Linked DNA regions of Zea mays: all the other regions are linked to region 2. The links are chromatin contacts, called in public Hi-C maps. All regions are on one chromosome and are shown on one strand. The core of a region is the stretch at or near the end of the contact, and the rest is flanking DNA. Distances in the headings are between cores, read along the strand shown.

Region 1 (2,738 bases), core at 33-2,532, 330 kb before region 2:
CACGAACGCAAAGAAAGAAGAAGGGGCAGGGGAGGGGGTTTACCTGTGGCCTATGGCCTATGGGGCAGTACGGCGGTGGCGCGGTGGGATGTGGGGACTCGGGCGGCGGTCGACGGATTCACGGAAGACCTCCTGAGTCCTGAGAGCTGCCTCCTGGATGAACAGTAAATGGGCCATGGGCCGTGGCGGCTGGACGGGCGGCTCAATGGCTGGACGGAAGACCTCCCGTGAGCTGCCTCCTAAGACTCCTGCTCCCTCTAATCCTATATGGTATTATGAATATTTTAAAATTTGAGGTGGGGCCATGGCCCACGTTGCCCCCATTGTAGATCCGCCTCTGCCCGTATTCGCCCAAAGGCAGGGGCGAATTTAGGGGAGAGTTATCGGGTCATCCGACCCCAATAAATTTATAAATCCTTTAGCAAAACACGTAAGTCGTGACCTCGGTACAAGCAAGACCCGATATATCGGGTTGGATCGAACGAGCACTAAAATATTTCGTCTAGGCCATGTTTTTTGCATGCTTCGAGCCGCCCATCAGCCACGGTCCACATGTACAACTATAGTCGTCCGCTGCCCTACTCACAAGTAGGTCTAGGCAAAAAGCCCTAAACTCAAAACCCGGAAACTCGAAACCGAAATAAATGAAACTCAAAATTTATTCGGGGTAGCAACATGCAAGACCCGAATTATTGCGGGTTATCCGAATTAACCGAATTTCATGTGTCATGTACTAATGTCATTCTATTATTTTACGTATCTATAATTATGTGTAAATGTGCATGACCTGTGATGGCAGATGGCCTATGTTTTTATGCCCGTCTATATCATTATTAAAACTGTATTTGTGTACTGATTAAAATTAAAAGTGTGCATGTGTTTTTATGAAGCTAAAACAATATTTCGGGTAGTTCGAGAATAACTGAACCTGAATCTAAAATTTCAGGTACCTGAAATTTTAGGTATTTCTAAAAACCGTTGTAAATTCAGGTATTGATTTAAAAAACCGAAATTTAAATTACCTGAACGCCCTCCTCTACTCGCGAGTGGCGCATAGTCGCCCGCCATCATTTCCGTCCAAACTAGTACTCCTACACGGCGTGTTGCTTTTTTCGCGCGGGCTTCTCGGCGTCGGCGTTGGGTTTTCATTGCTCCTGGCTGGCTGGCTGGCCCGCCACCGCCTGGCCTACACGTTCGTACGCCCCCCGCCCGGCCTTCCTGGGAGCTCCCTTCGCTGAGTAAAAACGGGAGAGAGTTGGTGGGTGGGATGGGATCGTTGGACCCGGACCGGACTACCGGGAGGCGGTACTAGATAGAGAGAGGGTCAGAGAGGGAAAGGCAGGGATCTTATCAGCATTCAGCAGCGCCATCCCCATCCCCGGCCGCCGTTCCCCTCTCGACCTGCCTTTAATTCGGGGACCGCGCCCGCCGCACGCTCTCCCGTCCCGTCCGTCTCTCCGACTCCCTCCGCGCGTCGGTACGGTGGCTCTGCTGATCCGCCCCGTGCCTGCCATATAGCTGCACCCGCCGCCACGTCTAGACCCTTCTTCTCGCTCCCTCACTAGCCCGTCCCTGCACCTATAAGCGGCCTCTCCTTGCCTGCCCCCTCTCGCTTGCTGCTTGCTGCCTTTCACGCGGAGTGAGGCAGCCGACGGGGTTGCTAAAGGTAGAACGAAGCTTCCGCAGCACAGCGTCGTCGTCGAGGAGATAAGGTACGTAGCTCGCTTCTGCCGGAGGTAAAGAACAAGCTAGACTAGCCAGCCAGTACTCCTCTTTGCCGGCCGGTTAGCGCGCATCTGCAATTCGATCATCACTAGATTCCTGCCAAGACAAGTCAAAAAGGTTTGGAGTATCGGAAAGGAGAAGATCTATCGTTTCCTGTTAAGCTGATCATGCCTTGTTTGTCGCTTCTCGGCTTTGCGCTTCTGATGCACTGTGGCATGCAAATTAAGCTGCCTTATAAGAGCCGAATGCTTCCCTGCCGTGTCCAGGTCCAGACAGAGGTCTCTAGCCGTGCAGCGGTGCTGTCGTTGGTGGCGGCCGGCGACTTGGAGCTGTCGAGGTAAGCAAGCTGGTGTGGCGGCGATTGGAGCTGTCGACTGGAGCGCGCCCGATCCACCAGAGACCGTGAAGCTGGCGGCCGGCAAGTGGTGGGAGCGGCCAGATGACACGGGCATGCCCGGAATGGACCCAGGCGGGGGCGGCAGCTCGCGCTACTTCCACCAGCTGCTGCGGCCGCAGCAGCAGCAGCCCTCGCCGCTGTCGCCCAATTCCCACGTCAAGATGGAGCACCACAGGATGTCTCCAGACAAGAGCCCCGTCGTCGGCGAGGCCGACGCTGGCGGGAGCGGGGCCGGCGGCGACCAGCCGTCCTCGTCGGCCATGGTCCCAGTCGAGGGTGGGGGCAGCGGAACGGGCACGCCCACGCGGCGGCCGCGCGGCCGCCCGGCGGGCTCCAAGAACAAGCCCAAGCCGCCCATCATCGTGACGCGCGACAGCCCCAACGCGCTGCACTCGCACGTGCTGGAGGTGGCGGCGGGCGCCGACGTCGTGGACTGCGTCGCGGAGTTCGCGCGGCGCCGGGGCCGCGGCGTGTGCGTGCTCAGCGGCGGGGGCGCCGTCGCCAACGTGGCGCTCAGGCAGCCCGGCGCGTCGCCCCCCGGGAGCATGGTGGCCACGCTGAGGGGCCGGCTGGAGATCCTCTCCCTCACCGGCACGGTGCTGCCGCCGCCCGCTCC
Region 2 (2,878 bases), core at 269-2,768:
GGTTTGAGATTTTGCCCAAACCCGTACCCATCGGGTTAACGGGTACCCATGGGTTACCCGCGGGTTTCATCTCCAATATACTTATCTTCTCATAATCAATAAGTATCGTAATGATTAATGATATCATGATCCAAAATCTATGTAATGAACAACGAGTTCATGATTTGGTATAAAAATTATTAGTAGAGATAATGAAATACAAATAATAAGTTGTATAATTAAGTGACCTTACACTAAGTTATTCATCCACCACATATATAACGCTAGTAAAAACTATAATAGCAAGCAAGCAACACTCTCACTGACTACTGATACATTCACCTATTGGTAAAAATTATGAAGTAAATAAGGAATAACAAGTTTTTTGTTCGTTTATAAAATAAAATGACAATATACACTAGGTTTGGTCGGGTTTAAAAAACCCACGGGTTCACGAGTTTGGGTACTATAGGAACAAACCCGTACCCATAAACCCGCTGGGTACAGATTTATGTCCATTAACAAACCCATGGGTATGAAAATTAGCCCAAACCCGTACCCTAATGGGGTAAAAACCCATCGGGTTTCGGGTTTCGGGTACCCATTGCCATCTCTACTTGGATCATGTAACTCCCTTGAATTTTTTTTTTAAAAATCTGCAAATCGATATTAACACAAGACAGAGTTCTGGGACCAGCAGTAGATACAAAAACCAACATTACCCCCATTTAGCTGCTCCAAATACCATGTTTTCCCCTGTTAGGAAAATAACATATCTGAGAATCGGGATGTTCCTGTGTATTATCCTGTTCTATTTGGAAAAGCTGGCCACTTAAAGATCCAGTCTCAAGGTTGCAAACTAGCACCATTTTTTTTTCTGATGTAAGCTTTAGATGCCTGTTTTTGCCTTATCTTAGAACTGAGTTTAGAATTGTTTCTTAGTATAACTTTTTTTTATCGTGGATCTACTGATTTCAAGTGATTAAATAAATGATGGCACGAAACAGGGTCGTGAGCAAAGCTCCGTACAGCCCCGCCAAGTCGTTCGATGGCATGGAGTCAGCGGGAATGGAGATGACTGTGGACGGCAAGCAGGGTGCAAGGCCCAGTATCTTGAAAGGTTGGGGAGCCGCGAAGTCTGAAGTCTGAACGGTGAAAGCGTAGCCCCGCGGGAGCGTGGCGGTGTCTGGGAAGCGCCAGAAGCCGAGGTAGAGGGTGCAGAGGGAGGCAAGGTGGAGAACGTTGATGAGGCAATTGACTCCGTAGCAACGCACGGGCATACAACTAGTGTGAATGAAGAGAGAGAGAGCCAATGAGAGTCCCTCCGTCTGCTGGTGTTCACTTGTTTGCTCAAACAAGCTTCTGATCTGTGGTCCCAAATTCTGGCTCTGGCGTAGTCACCGTCTCATGGGGTTATGTTGTTAGGCGCGTCACTAGGAAGGCCACAGAGTTTCTGAGAACAGAGAACCTGATGTGGGGAATAGCTGAATAAGATACAGTTCAAAACGGAGGAGGGAGTGTCAATTTATAACGTGGATTCCAAACCGCCCCTTAACCCCTTTGTCCCCGGCGCACACCCCGTCTCCGCAGCACCACACCACCTCCTTCCCCTGCGGGCTGCGGCTCTGCTGCCTGCCACTCTTCTCTTCTCTTCTCCTCCGCTCCTGCAGAGTGCAGGCCAGCACATGACGACGGGGCCTTGGCGCTGGTGCCACGGCGTCCGCGCCACGGCCAGCCTGGCGCTGCTCCTGCTGCTCGCGTGCGTGTCCGGCCGCTCCGTCACGTGCGCGCGAGCGCAGTCCACGGCGTTCACCGGCAGGGAGACCACCAGCTTCTCCTTCCCCAAGTTCGACCAGAACCGGCTCCAGCTCTCCACCAACCTGACGTTCACCGGAAACTCCACCGTCAGCCAGGGGGCGCTGCAGGTCACCCCGGACAGCGGCAACAACTTCAGCACGTACCTCGCCAACCAGGCCGGCCGCGTCTTCTACTCCACGCCCTTCGTGCTCTGGGCCTCCAACGCGTCCAGCGCCGCCGCCGCCGGCCGCCGCGTCGCGTCCTTCTCCACGGTGTTCCAGTTCAACCTGTACCGCACCAACGCGTCCGTCAAGGGCGAGGGGCTGGCGTTCGTCGTCGCGTCCGCGATAGCCGACCCGCCGCCCGGCAGCCACGGCGGGTTCCTCGGCCTCACCAACGCGTCCACGGACGGGCTCGGCGCCAACGGGTTCGCCGCCGTGGAGCTGGACACGGTGAAGCAGCCCTACGACCCCGACGGCAACCACATCGGCCTCGACGTCAACGGCGTCCGCTCCTCCAGCGCCACCTGCCCGCTCGCGGCCCTGGGCATCGAGCTCGCGCCGGCCGACACCGGCGCCAGCGACGGCAGCAACTTCGTCTGGGTCGACTACGACGGCGCCGCGCGGCGCCTGCGGGCGTACATCTCGCCCAACGCCACCAAGCCGTCCGCCGCCGCGCTCGACGCGTCGCTGGACCTCTCCGCGGTCGTCGCCGCCAGGGACGCCTACTTCGGCTTCTCCGCGTCCACCGGCGCGGACGACTACCAGCTCAACTGCGTCAAGATGTGGAACATGACCGTAGAGGTGCTGCACGACGACGACGACAGGCTGCCGAAGAAGCTGTCCGGCTGGAAGCTCGGGCTGGCCGTCGGCGCGCCGTGCGCCGCCGCGCTGGCGGCGCTCGCGCTGCTCGCGGGCCTGTACCTGATGAAGAAGCGGAGGAAGGTCGGGGACGACCCGAGCTCCGTGTCCCACAGCGCCATCGACCTGAGGAGCATCCCGGGCGTGCCCAAGGAGTTCGACTACGAGGCGCTCAGGAAAGGCACCAACGGCTTCGACGACAAGATGAAGCTGGGGCAGGGCGGGTACGGCGTGGTGTACCG
Region 3 (2,940 bases), core at 119-2,618, 360 kb before region 2:
TCTTGCATAATAAGGCGCAAGAGGATCTTGTAAATCTACATTTAAGCATTGCACCCATCATTGAAAGGATGGACTTGAAGCAATTATAAAAGACTTAAAAGTGTGGTTCTCAGGGGAAGAAATTTGCATACTCCTAAATTGAATTTTGAGCATGAAGTTCAAATACCTAATTATAGTCTTAAGATTAAATGAAGAAAAAGGTGATTTGTACTCTTTTCCCCTTAAGTGTGTTTTCAATAGAAGTTTCTCACGTAAGGTTTTTAATGAGACAAATCATGCAACACAGCAAGCGTGAGTCATGTACTCTTTCTCTAAATCTTTCCCACCGGGTTTTTATGGAGTTTTGGGACATGTGCATCTCGCGGCAAGAGGGCCAAGGGGAGTGTTAAGAAACCACTTTGGGCCCCGAAGGCCCATGTGGCCCATCTAGTCGAAACCCTAACTTTGCACTATATATAGAGGAGAACACTACCATTTGTTGTAACTAGGGAGCAGAATAGATAAATGAGAATAACAGTGTCCCATATATCTTTGTGTCTCATGTGTTTATGAGTTAAGGAGCCTTTAGACTACACTCGGTAGCAAAGGGTTCTTAACAGGAAGCTCAACCCCGGACGGGGAATTTGACGTTGCCACCTCTACTTTCATCCTCTTAAAGTTGTACGAAAATTACCCACTATGTCAATGGTTATATAACATATCACTTCGGTTCTTTCGCACGAAATATCAAGAGATGTTTTATGAAATATCAAGAGATGTTTTATGATAAATCTGGAACACTAAGGCTACAATTGTTCAAACAAAGCTCTCCCAAATATACCCTTAAATTTATAATTATACTATATTTAATATTTATATAATAAACAAACACTCCTCCCCGGTTCCCTCAGTCATGCGTTTAGCGCTCAGACGGCTCCCCAACACGTGTCATGGTCGCCGCAACTCACAGCTACAAACAACGCATCGTCATGACGGCAAAGGGCAAAAGCAAAACTGACAAGTCTGACCAAACCTGCCCGACAGTCGGGTCGCCGAGGGCCGAGGCGGCGGCGCGGGCCCCGTGCCCGGTCCCTGTCCGCTCGTTTGCCCGATTGCCCGTCACGCTGCCCCGCCCCTTCCGCCGCTGCGGCCTTGCGGGTTCCGTGCACATCAGTGATCAGTGCGAGAAACCCCCGCGGCCACTCCGCGTGACCGCGTCCGTCCGATCATCGTCAACGAACCGAGCACCCCCCGCAGGCCGCACAGCGTTGAGCGTTGGTCCCGCACGGCATGCTATGCTACGCGCCTACGCACCCTACCCTCCTGGCCTCCTGCACGACCAGGCACCAGCAGCACGCACGAGTCACGACACACAATCGTCGAGCGCACGCGCAGACGCGCTCCGCTTGACACCGCTGACGGTGGCCGGTTAAGCCCGAGCGGTGGTGGATGGACGTGCGCCGGCTCGGAGGCCGCATCGCGGCGGCGCTGAGGGCGCTCGCCGCGGGGGGCTCGCTGCCCATCCCGGCGTGGATCACCAACGGCCTGGCGATGATCTCGCTCGTGCTCTCCTCCTGCGACCTGCTCCGCCTCTGCAGCGACAGAGACCGACGTCTCCGGTTCCCGCTCGGTGGCCGCGAGTTCGTTACCGTGGTCTGCCAGCTGGCCTCCATCGTGTACCTCTTCAGCCCTTGCGGTACTGGTATCCCATCTGCGAACCCCGAGACCCCCGCCTGCCGCGACCAGGGCGGCTCCGCCGACCAAACGCGCGCCGCCGCCGCCGACGCGCCGGAGGCATTGCATGGCGGGGCGGAGGGCGAGGACGAGGAGATCGTCGCCGCTGTGGTGTCCGGGGCGCTGCCGTCGCACCACCTCGAGTCGCGCCTCGGAGACTGCCGCCGCGCTGCCAGGCTGCGGCGGGAGGCGCTACGGCGGATGACGGGGCGGGGCGTTGAGGGGCTCCCGCTCGACGGGATGGACTACCAGGCCATCCTGGGACAATGCTGCGAGATGCCCGTTGGGTACGTGCAGATGCCGGTCGGGGTCGCCGGGCCGCTGCTCCTGGATGGGAAACAGTACCATGTTCCCATGGCTACCACCGAGGGATGTCTCGTGGCCAGCGTCAACCGCGGCTGCAGAGCCATCGCTGCGTCTGGGGGCGCCTTCAGCGTGCTGCTCCGGGATGCAATGTCTCGTGCGCCTGTCGTCAAGTTGCCATCGATCAAGAGGGCTGCGGAGCTCAAGGCGTTCGTCGAGACACACACCAATTTCGAGACTCTGGCTGCTGTCTTCAATAGGTAGACATCCTTTTCCAATTGCCTACCTGAAGATTGCATGCTTACTTAAAATGGGATATGAGTCTACTTAGATGATAGTGCGGAGATACACTGATAGTAGTTAAAAATGCATTCCTTTGGTACATCTTTTAAGTTTCTCTTGTGCCGTTTGACTATTGTCATGATGTTGACGGCTAGAATGACATGGTATTTGTATTTTATAAGGTCAGGTGATTGACCACAAGCAAGTGTCCTTTTCTTATTTGGGTGATGGTGATAGGATGCACTATGCAGCTTATTAGCGTATTCCAAATTCAACATGCTCTAGTTGAGGCAACAACAATTACCTCACATTGTACTATCAGTAGCATTATGTACTTATGTTTCCTTATTTTCTGGGATTCATTATTGGTCATTTTGGAATTCGGATGATTACTGTTTATACTCTCTGAAAAGTCGTCCTTGAATTGTTCTTGTTCGTATTGCGTTTATCCAGCCACAGGATATTTACAAATGATACCAATTTATACTTCTGAAGTGTTGCCCTTGAATTGTCCTGTTGTGTTTGTTGAAACCACAGGGAATGTCAATGGCTTACTCATGGCATGTGGGCTTACTATCATATGGTTTTCGTACTCCCTAGTAACTGTGGGCATATGTTCTTAGAAAGAAGGGCAGTTGATCC

What was found. Hi-C and Micro-C count contacts between places; a contact is called where the count stands out from the background.
Region 1: a Hi-C map of bundle sheath shows a contact between it and region 2, with 5 times the contacts expected there. The contact joins the promoter of LOC100384452 here to the promoter of LOC103653981 in region 2. A contact is called at or near these places in 9 of 25 Hi-C or Micro-C datasets (bundle sheath, ear, endosperm and 3 more) and 1 of 3 datasets of contacts at active chromatin or transcription factors (leaf).
Region 3: a Hi-C map of bundle sheath shows a contact between it and region 2, with 5 times the contacts expected there. The contact joins the promoter of LOC100383280 here to the promoter of LOC103653981 in region 2. A contact is called at or near these places in 2 of 25 Hi-C or Micro-C datasets (bundle sheath and ear).

What each region holds. Positions count from the first base shown.
Region 1 is chr4:167,051,020-167,053,757 of Zm-B73-REFERENCE-NAM-5.0, reverse strand. It overlaps LOC100384452 (AT-hook motif nuclear-localized protein 29), which reads left to right and starts at 1,282. Exons shown (of 2, transcript NM_001322106.1): 1 at 1,282-1,712; 2 at 1,992-2,738. The coding sequence starts at 2,176.
Region 2 is chr4:166,722,964-166,725,841 of Zm-B73-REFERENCE-NAM-5.0, reverse strand. LOC103653981 reads left to right here and starts at 1,518. Exons shown (of 2, transcript NM_001369246.1): 1 at 1,518-2,878. The coding sequence starts at 1,665. It also overlaps the pseudogene LOC103653982.
Region 3 is chr4:167,081,429-167,084,368 of Zm-B73-REFERENCE-NAM-5.0, reverse strand. It overlaps LOC100383280, which reads left to right and starts at 1,368. Exons shown (of 4, transcript NM_001367237.1): 1 at 1,368-2,276. The coding sequence starts at 1,429.